Regions from separate parts of the Sus scrofa genome. Here regions 2 and 3 are each linked to region 1. The links are chromatin contacts, called in public HiChIP or PLAC-seq and promoter capture Hi-C maps. All regions are on one chromosome and are shown on one strand. The core of a region is the stretch at or near the end of the contact, and the rest is flanking DNA. Distances in the headings are between cores, read along the strand shown. Region 1 holds the start of MKL1 (MKL/myocardin-like protein 1). Region 2 holds the start of ADSL (adenylosuccinate lyase). Region 3 holds the start of SGSM3 (small G protein signaling modulator 3).

Evidence for each region. Promoter capture Hi-C pulls out the DNA fragments that hold promoters and counts their contacts. HiChIP or PLAC-seq counts read pairs in DNA pulled down with a chosen protein or histone mark.
Region 2: an H3K27ac HiChIP or PLAC-seq map of skeletal muscle shows a contact between it and region 1, with 6 times the contacts expected there. The contact joins the promoter of ADSL here to the promoter of MKL1 in region 1. A contact is called at or near these places in 3 of 47 Hi-C or Micro-C datasets (embryonic fibroblasts, retroperitoneal adipose tissue and skeletal muscle) and 2 of 2 datasets of contacts at active chromatin or transcription factors (alveolar macrophages and skeletal muscle).
Region 3: a contact with region 1 is called in a promoter capture Hi-C map of fetal liver, with 2.7 times the contacts expected there. The contact joins the promoter of SGSM3 here to the promoter of MKL1 in region 1. A contact is called at or near these places in 3 of 5 promoter capture datasets (fetal liver, fetal skeletal muscle and liver), 1 of 47 Hi-C or Micro-C datasets (epiblast stem cells) and 1 of 2 datasets of contacts at active chromatin or transcription factors (skeletal muscle).

The regions. Positions count from the first base shown.
Region 1 is chr5:7,749,926-7,753,000 of Sscrofa11.1, forward strand. MKL1 (MKL/myocardin-like protein 1) reads left to right here and starts at 1,425. Exons shown (of 16, transcript XM_021092835.1): 1 at 1,425-1,504. The coding sequence starts at 1,440. It also overlaps a transcript of MCHR1 not described here.
Region 2 is chr5:8,044,076-8,047,150 of Sscrofa11.1, forward strand. It overlaps ADSL (adenylosuccinate lyase), which reads right to left and starts at 1,405. Exons shown (of 13, transcript NM_001130733.1): 1 at 1,235-1,405. The coding sequence starts at 1,387. It overlaps LOC106507467 (a long non-coding RNA gene), which reads left to right and starts at 1,468. Exons shown (of 2, transcript XR_001303476.2): 1 at 1,468-2,305.
Region 3 is chr5:8,016,353-8,019,427 of Sscrofa11.1, forward strand. SGSM3 (small G protein signaling modulator 3) reads right to left here and starts at 1,430. Exons shown (of 21, transcript XR_002344287.1): 1 at 1,312-1,430.

The DNA of each region.
Region 1 (3,075 bases), core at 175-2,674:
CCCCAGCCCTCGGCGCGCTTCTGTGGGAAGGCCTGAGGTTTAGGTGAAGCGTGTGGTGTTTAGAAGTAACATTGTTGGTGATTAGAGCAACACTGTTTCCGTAACACTGTTTCTGAGTCTAGTGCGTTGGAGAGAGAGGAATAAGCCCGGAGCGTTGCATGAAGCTCAGCCTGAGTGGTTCAGGGCGGAGCCCCCTGCACGTTGTGGTGTTTTCGTTGCTGCACTTGGGACTGTTCCCCGCCTGCAACCGCCCTGTGGCTGGACGGCTGTCCCTCCAGGCCCACGGTCCTGTCAGTGTAGACCACTGCAGGAAGGATCCCTGGAGTCTTGGTGAAAAGCTTTGTGCAGGCATTGGGTGGGGCTTCCCCTCATATTTATGATCTTAATTTATACAGAGCCCACCGTGCCGCACAGGCCTCCTGTATCGCTATGTACATATCCACCTCTGGGGTTGTAAGTACCCTGTTCTGTGTATAAATAAAACTGGCCTGTTTTTGAAAAACAAAAATAAAAACATGTCCACACAAAAACCTGTACACAGGAGTTCCCTGGTGGCCTAGTGGGTTATGGATCTTGTATTGTCACTGCTGTGGCTCAGGTCACTGCTGTGGCACAGGTTCAATCCCTGGCCTGGGAGCTTTTGCATGCCATGAGTGTGGCAAAAAAAATCCAAAACCTGTGCACAAATGTTCATAGCAGCATTAGTCATGATAACCAAAAAGTAGAAACAACCCAAAGGTCCATAAACTGAATGGAAAAATAAAATGTAGTATAATCACACAATAGAATATTATTCAGCCATGAAAAAGAATGAAGTACTGATACTTGCTACAACATGATTGAACCTTGAAATCGCTACACTAAGTGAAAGAAGCCGATCACAAAGACTATATGGCTTATGATTCTATCTTTATGAGATGCCCCATGTAGGCAAATCTTTGGAGCTATAAAGTAGGTTAGTGAATGCCTAGGGCTGGGCGAAAGGTGGGGTGGGGGAAGGAAATGACTGCTGATGACTAGGAGTTCTTCCATGGGGTGATGAAAATGTTCTAAAATTTACTGTGGTGATGGTTGCACCACTCCGTGAATATACGAAAAACCATTGAATCATACCTTTCAAAAGATGTGTTTTATGGTATATGAATTACATCTCAATAAATCTGTTTTGAAAAAGCGGGTGAGGGTGGGAGGGCTGTAACCACAGGAAGCCTTGAGGAAGGCACAGTCTCTTCTCCGTTTTCAGGGCAAGTATCTAGTCTCTCCCTCCTCGCCCAGCCTCCTGGGAGCCTCGTCCAGCTACAGCTTGCCCACATTTGGAGGATATTAGGACTGCCCTTTGGGAACAACTTTGAACACTCTTTGCTGAAAGGGACTTCCTAGGAACACCTTCGACATCTGAACTGTGGTGTCAAGTTGGGCTTCAGCTGATTCTGCTGACAATGTTGGACTCAGTACTTGGGTGGATTTACAGCTTGGCTCTGCTGCTGACTTGCTGTGTCATCCAGTAAGTCCCCGACCTGCTCTGTGCCAAATGGTAACCAGAGTAAAATGAGCCTGCCTTGGGATTCTCCTTGCTGCAGGCTTTTTTTGTATGTGTTGGGGCGGGGAGGTGGGGGTGCTGGCAAAATGAGAGTAACTAACATTTGCACAGGCTTTTTTTACACACATGCCTTTTCTTAGCTGACCCCGTGGAACAGATAAGATCCACAGCGCAGATGTAGATACGGAGGTTCCTAGAGTTGGGTGACTCTCAGGGCCGTCCAGCTGGCGGTGCTGCACCCCACGCCTAGGCCTTCTGCTCTTCTGATTCCAAATTCTGAGTTCATTCCTCTCCATGGCACTCCCTTTTTTTTTTTTTTTTTTTTCTTTTTAAATAATGATTTTTATTTTTTCTGTTATAGTTGGTTTGGGCCCCCTTCTGATGACTCTCTTTCTTTCGGCTTCTGAAATGCCTACATAGAGAAAAGGACTTACCTTTCAAATTGGTGCCAGCCACTGTGTTTTCAGCCCTTGCAGACAGCCCCTCTCCAGCCTTCCCTCTCTGGCCATTTGCCTGCTGGTTGCCTCTCACCCACTTCAGTTCTGCAGCATCTGGGCTCTGATCTCACCCAGCTGAACAAGGCTGGCTCACCCTCTGATGGTGGGTAAATGTTTGCAGAAAGCTTTGAGGTGGGGCTGGAATGAAAACCCAGCTCTCTTTTTTTTTTTTTTTTTTTTTTTTCTGCTTTTTAGGGCCGCACCCACAGCATATGGAGATTCCCAGGCTAGGGGTCGAATCGGAGCTACAGCTGCTGGCCTACACCACAGCCATAGCAACTTGGGATCTGAGCTGCATCTGCAGCCTACACTGAGGCTCACGGCAACGCCAGATCCTTAACCCACTGAGCAAGGCCAAGAGTCAAACCCACATCCTCATGAACTCCGAGAAGCCAGTTCTTTTTCAGAAGAGCTTTAAACCCCAGTTTTTTATTAGGGTACCCAGGACGCTTCATGATCTGGCCTCTACCCACCTGTCAGGCCTCTGCCTCCACCACCTCCTATTTCTCCCCGTGTCATATTTCAGTGGCTTAGCATTGCTACAAAGTGTCCCATGCTTCTCCAACGTCTACACACAATGGCCCCTTGGATTTTTCTTTGCTTGTCTGCCTCCTAAGCTCTTTTTCAAAATGCCCCAGAATGTCCTTCGCCCCCAGCTCCCTTCTGCTCCCTGCTCTGTCCTCCACCAAACATCCAGCACGACAAATATCCTCCACCAAACATCCTGCTGGTCCCGCACCCAGGTCCCTCTACCAGGCTGGTGCGCCCACCCTCCAGCTGCTGAGACTGAGGGCTCCAAGGGACTGACAGCTATCCCAGCTGTCCCCTTGCGTGGAGACTTGCCCATGGCTGACAGGAGCCTCCTTGCCGGGGAGGTTACCATCCCCATAAGCCAGCAGCCAGCGCCTGAAAGGGGAGTAGAAAAGGCCTGTCCCTTTGACTCAAGGGGAATCATTCCGCAGCACAGCTGTGTCCAGGGCTCCCCTCCCCGCAGCACATACACACCCTCTGGACCAGGTCAAGGCTAGACTGACCTGG
Region 2 (3,075 bases), core at 155-2,654, 290 kb after region 1:
GACTATATTTCAATGCCAACTTGAAACGTGGAGTGCTACCACCCTCATCCACAGGGATAGAACAGAAAACAGAAGCTAGAGTATACGCTGTTCACATCCTCATCTGTAGCTCTTATTGTTTATCTGAGCCTAGAGTTTTATGAAATCTCTCTGTAACTCCATTCTATCATCAGTGAAACTGGAATAACAGTACTTCTTATAAACAGTTGTTCTGAGGATTGGGAAACTATTAACAGTTAAGGTTTTCAAACTATGGAGCACACACAGGAGATGCTGTAGCAATGTCTGCTAGTATTAGGTACTACTTTATTTTTTTGAGCACAGTGACAGGAAGTGGGGAAAACCTAGGAAGAAAGTTTCCTGTTGGGAGACCAAGTACCTCGGTCTCAGGCATATACTCAGATTGCTTCTGGTTTACTAACTGTTGTCTGGTAGGGTACTGCCATCTTGCTCGTCCTAGCATTTTCCTCTGAAACCTTATAGCTCTTGGATCACCTTCTCATTCCTTCAGCTCCTTTGGGCAGGCCCGTCTGGAGCTATTTTTGAAACTGTTGGGCTGAGTAAGTCTACTGAGCAGCACTTTTAAGAGAAACCAAATATTAAATCTCGTCTAATAACCCCTCCTCCGATTTTTCCTCCCCAGGGGCAAAGGGCAGCGAGTGAAGCGTTAATGGTGGCCTAGGAAACATGGATTCTGTAGCTGATCCTGGTCTCCGTCCACACTGAGGCATTGTGGAAGACGAAGTGGCCAAGCGCTCAGGTTTCGCACGGAACACAGGATCACATTTGGGTTTCTCTATTGCTGTTAAGGAGCAAATTATGAGCTGGATTATCATAGAGGCTTGGTCTTCTCTCCTATATGTGGGAAAACACCACCTAGTTTGCAAAGTCTTTATTCGTTAACAGGGAAAAGACGTGTACACAAATGAGCACAGGGGCCCGTAACAAGCGCTCAGGAGTGTACTCCCGCGGGAATGGCCACGATTTACTCCCTGAAACAGAAAACTGAACTTCTCGCCGCCCCCTGTGCGTCTCCAACCCTTGACGATTATAAACACGTACAGGTGCGGCGCGAGGGCCTTTCGCCCTGGCCTTCCCGGGGCCGCAGCTCCTCTGGAAAGAGAACACCCGGCGGAAAACAGCGGGGCAGCTGTCTCAGGCTGCTCAGCCCACACCGGGCGCAGAGCCCGGCACGCGCAGGGGCGGGCCCGCCTCTCAGCACCGGGCGCGTTACCTGCTCAGCCTCCGCCAGCCACAGCCAGAGTTGCCGCCAGGTCCGGAATTTGTACCTGTCGCTAAACACGAAGCACATCTCCGGGCTGGCATAGCGGGAGGCAAGCGGCGAGCGGTAGCTGTCGTGCCCGCCATGGTCACCTCCCGCCGCCATCCCGAACACACGACCCTGCTAGAAGGGACAGGACCAGCCACAGCGGAAGCGGAAGTCAGAGGCGGGACTTCCCTGCTTGGGGGGCGGGGCTTCCTCCACTTGGTCCAGGTCCCGGGGCTCCGGGTGGCCGCAGCCCTCAAGGTTGTGGAGGGTTTCCGCGAGCCGCTGAGCCCGCGGCTGAGGGTTAAGGATTTTTTTCTTCGTTTACAAGGAACAGTGATTAGCGCTTCATAAGTTATTTCGCAGTTCTGCGTCTCAGCTTTTCCATCTGAAAAGACTCGCCTTTAAATTGCTGAGTGTTGCTGTGGCTGTGGTCTTGTCTGGCAGCTCAGATTCGACCCCTACCCGGGAACTTCCATATGCCGCAGACGCGGCCCTAAAAAGACAGGGGGGAAAAAAAAAGATTGCTGAGAGGATTGGGTATCGGTATCTATGTCTGGGACACTTAGAAAGCCCTCTGTGTGTTTGCTATTGTTTATTATTGCCGCCTACCCTTCCCCCGCGTTTGCCAGGCGCCGCGCGCAGTTCTGAGGAATGAAGATGCCCGAAAGAAATCGGCATTTATTGAGTTCCAAGTGAGCCCCTTGGACGAAACAGCGGTAAAAGCGGATTTCAGTAAGCGCTGAAACTGAGCCTCAGACGTTGATGACTTGCTGAGGGCCACCCAACTAAGTGAAGCCTCCCGACTTCAGATCCTGCACTCCAAGCCATCGTGCTGCAAAGGTCCCAGCACACATCGTGTGGGGTCCCACCTAACGCTTGGTGAGGGCATCCCAACCCCGCCTCCTCCGTCCTGGAACACCTCTGTCACTACCTCTTCCTCAAGGTCCAGTCCAGAAAATGTTCCCTGACAGTCCTACTCTTCTTTCTGGTTGGGCAATGATAAAACCCCGCTAAGGTTTATGGAGATCTCACTAGGTATGTCACTGTCCTGAGTGCTTTACACAAGTGATCTTGTTCTTTTGTTTGTTTGCCACACCTGCCAGGCATGCGGAAGTTCCCAGGCCAGAGATGGAATCCCAGCGGCACTGCCGCAACGCTGTACCTTAATCCAGCGTGCTACAGCGGCAGCTCCGCAAGTGATCTTGTTTAATCCATGTGAGGATCCTGAGTTGCTCAGTTATTTTTTTAATGAAATGATACATACACTCCTCTCCAAAGCAGAGCACTAAGTAAATGCTAGCCATTTTTATGATCCCCATGTTGCAGATGGCAAAAGGAAGGCATGGGCAGGCAGGCTGAGCGTCTTTTCTTCTCCCATAGAAGGGCAAAAGCAAGGAATTAGGTGACGGGATAAGCTCCAGGCTCCTGGTTCTTCACAGATCCAAAGGTACCCTTTCCTTTGTGCTATAGTAGCAGGTCCTATGCTCCTTAGAAATTACCTGTTTCTGAGTGTCTCATTTTGAATTCTCAGCTTATTTGCTGAGGTGAGCAGCCCCTTTTCCAGGAACCATAATGCTTCAGGGACATTAAAAGTGGTTGATTAGATCTCAAGACTTCCAAGAACTTGTCTTTGACAATAACTTCTTTTCCTGTCACCTTTCCTTTCTGCTTTAATTTTTTCCAGTTTACTCAAAAAACCTATGGACCCCCCCCCTGCAGTGTTCTCCTTCCTTCTCTATGGGAGTTCATATAGGCTCTCTCATAACTCTTGCCAGAGTTTGGTGTAGTTGGCCTCTCCCATCGAT
Region 3 (3,075 bases), core at 180-2,679, 270 kb after region 1:
ATATGAGGTCAAGAGAAACAGCTCACACCCAGCCCTTTCTCCCAGATCACACACCTCCATCCTTAAAATGGGATAGAGAAGAGGGCTCAACCCTGGCTAGTGTAACAGTTAATGATGATAAGGCTACAGGCAACTGGGATTATTATCAAAAGACAGGAAAGATGTCAGCTTTTATTAGAATCAATTACCAACTAATTATGGAGAACAGAAACAAACATGTAAAACAAGCTATAACTCTGTTGTTTAGAGTTCAGAGAGAACTGGAAGATAAGGAAAAGAGATGAGGAAAATTAGAAGGAAATACATGTGTATCCACAAACCTAATCACAATCACAAAAGCTACAAATAAACATGAGGTTGAAAACTCAGTTTTTGTGAAACAGAGTCTCATTAGGAACTTGAATTTACCAAGAAAGTATAATTAAAGAAAGGTAAAGAATATTCTAGACACCCCTAAATGTCTCACCAAAAAGCAAACACAAAACAGCCAGTCAACCACCACAGATCAAAAATGCAGCCCAAGACTGGAAAACTCGATGCGATACAGCCACTCATCCCTGAAAAGAAACTTTAAATCATCTCCCCCCGACCCGCCTCAAAATGCAAAACATCTTAGATCATTAAACTATGTATGAGAGTAACGTTCAAAATTCCAATCATAAGCACACTGGCCTCAATTTCCTCAATGTTCTACAGCGTGTTCCGAGTCTGGCCTGAAGCTGAGCCTGTGTTTCGACCCCAGACCCGAATCTCCAACGTAAAGTTAGTCAAACCTGAGGAAGACTTTGCTGCTGTTAGTATTAGGCAGATGTCCTTTAAAAAAACAAAAAACAAAACAAAAGGGTCCCCGGCTTCAGATGCGGTGTCTCTAAACTGCTCCCAGCTGCGGGAGCGGGACATATGGGGGCTCGAGCCCCCGGGACACTTATGCTCGGGAGCCGGGGGTCCCCACCTCCCGCCCGGCCAGCTGAGGGTCTCGCCCTCGGAGGCCACCCCCGCCCGAGCGGGATGAGGGGGCACCGGGTCCGAGCGCCGCCTGCGCCCCGCCGCCTGTCCCCCACAGGGGACCTCGGGAGCCCGCGCCTGGCCGCCGCTGGCCCGGACCCCCACCCCCTGCGCAGCACGAGCAAGGCCCTGTCGGCCGGCGGCGGTGCCTCCCTGCTCCTCGGGCCCCTCGGCGCGTCAGGCGTCCGCCAGTCCGTGGGTCAGCCGGTCTGTCCGCAGCCCGCTGCGTCCCCACCGGAGGGGCACGTGTGGGCGCCGGGCCCGCAAACCCAGCGCGTCTCGGCCAACCTCTCGCTCCGCACTCACCTGCCCGCGGGGGATGTCCAGCTGCCGCGCCGCCGCGCGTCGCCGCCACGAAGGTGCCAACCCTGCTTGGGTTCGCAGCTCCGCCCCTGTCAGCGCTCGGTGGCCCCATCGCGCACGCGCGCGGGGCCGGGCGGAGCGGAGCAGCCGCGGGGCATGCCGGGGGCTGTGGTCTTTCGGGTCCGCGGGCCGGAGGCGGCGGGGGTTTGCGCGCCTCTGAACCCAGCACACCAGCTTCTTTCCGAAGCTGAGCCCGGGTCCACCAGTGAGTGAGGGGCAGGGAGTAACAGGCGACTTTCGAAGCCCAGTTTCGGCCGAGTGATGCCCACTTGGCCTCTCGTCTGCACTGCACCCCGAGGAGTTGGGGAATATGGGGTGGACCAGTGGTCATGGTGGGGAAAAGACACAGCAGGGCTCCAGGAAGGATGGGTTTACTTGACATTAATTTGCTAAATATTTAAGTGCCTTCTTTACCGGTGTACAAACTAGTCCTAGACCAGCCTGATCCGCTCTTAGACAACTCACAAGCTTTGGAAGGAGCCACAAATTAGGACAAATTGGTTGAGGTCATACCGAAGAAATTCACTCTTCGGGCATAATGCAGTGAGTGGGTGTAGTCAGAGGCCTGCAATTCAATCAATCAAACCAGCGAACATCTAGCTCGCCCTTAAAATGAGAATGTGAATTTAGGCTTGTTGCGAGAAGTAGATGCTGTGAGAAAATGTTACAGTAAGAATGAACATCCTGCGAAGGTGGTGGGACCCATCACCATTTTATATTCAGATCCCAGTCGACATCAGGCTCTAGTTTTAAAAAGTTTTGAAAGATCACCGAAAACTACACTAGGATTACCGGAATATTCTTCTAGAACTTTCACACTACTCTGAAAAGACACACTACATTTAGTTTTGGAGCTGCTTATAACCTAAGCTCATGTTCCTAATGTGTTCCAACGTGGTTATGATGCAGTGAATTAATGGGAACCATAGGTAAAGCCTACAAAACACAAGGCATTCTTAACCTTGACCTCATTGTATTATGCTCACTTTACAAAACACTTTCATGTTATTCATAACTCTGTGGCAAAAGCAGGGTGATTTTTTTTTCCTTTTTTGTCTTTTCTAGGGCTGCACCCACAGCATATGGAGGTTCCCAGGCTAGGGGTCGAATCAGAGCTGTAGCCAACGGCCTATGTCAGAGCCACAGCAATGCGGGAACTGAGCCACATCTGCGACCTACACCACAGCTCACCACAACGCTGGATCCTTAACCCACTGAGCGAGGCCAGGGATCAAACCTGCAACCTCATGGTTCCTAGTCATATTTGTTAACCACTGAGCCATGACGGGAACTCCAACAGGGTGAATTTTATCATTAGAATTTTAGGAGTTCCCACTGTGGTGCAGTGGGATCGGCGGTGTCTCTGTAGTGCCAGATATAGGTTCCATCTCCAGCCCAGTACAGTGGGTTAAAGGATCTGGTGCAGTCACACTTGCAGCTTGGATCTGATCCCTGGCCCGGAAACTCCGTATGCCACCAGGCAGAAAAAAAAAAAAAAAAAAAAAAGACGAAAAACATACAAAACAAAATTTAGAGAAACTTGTCAAAATAATGAGAATAAATTGTTGAAGAACTGTAGACAGGGAGGGTCAACTCTATAGTCATACATGGATTTTCAGCCACACAGATCAGTGTCCCTAACCCCCACGTTGTTCAATTGTCAACTGTAGTTAGTATATACTTACATAAGTGCCACTGTCCTAATTA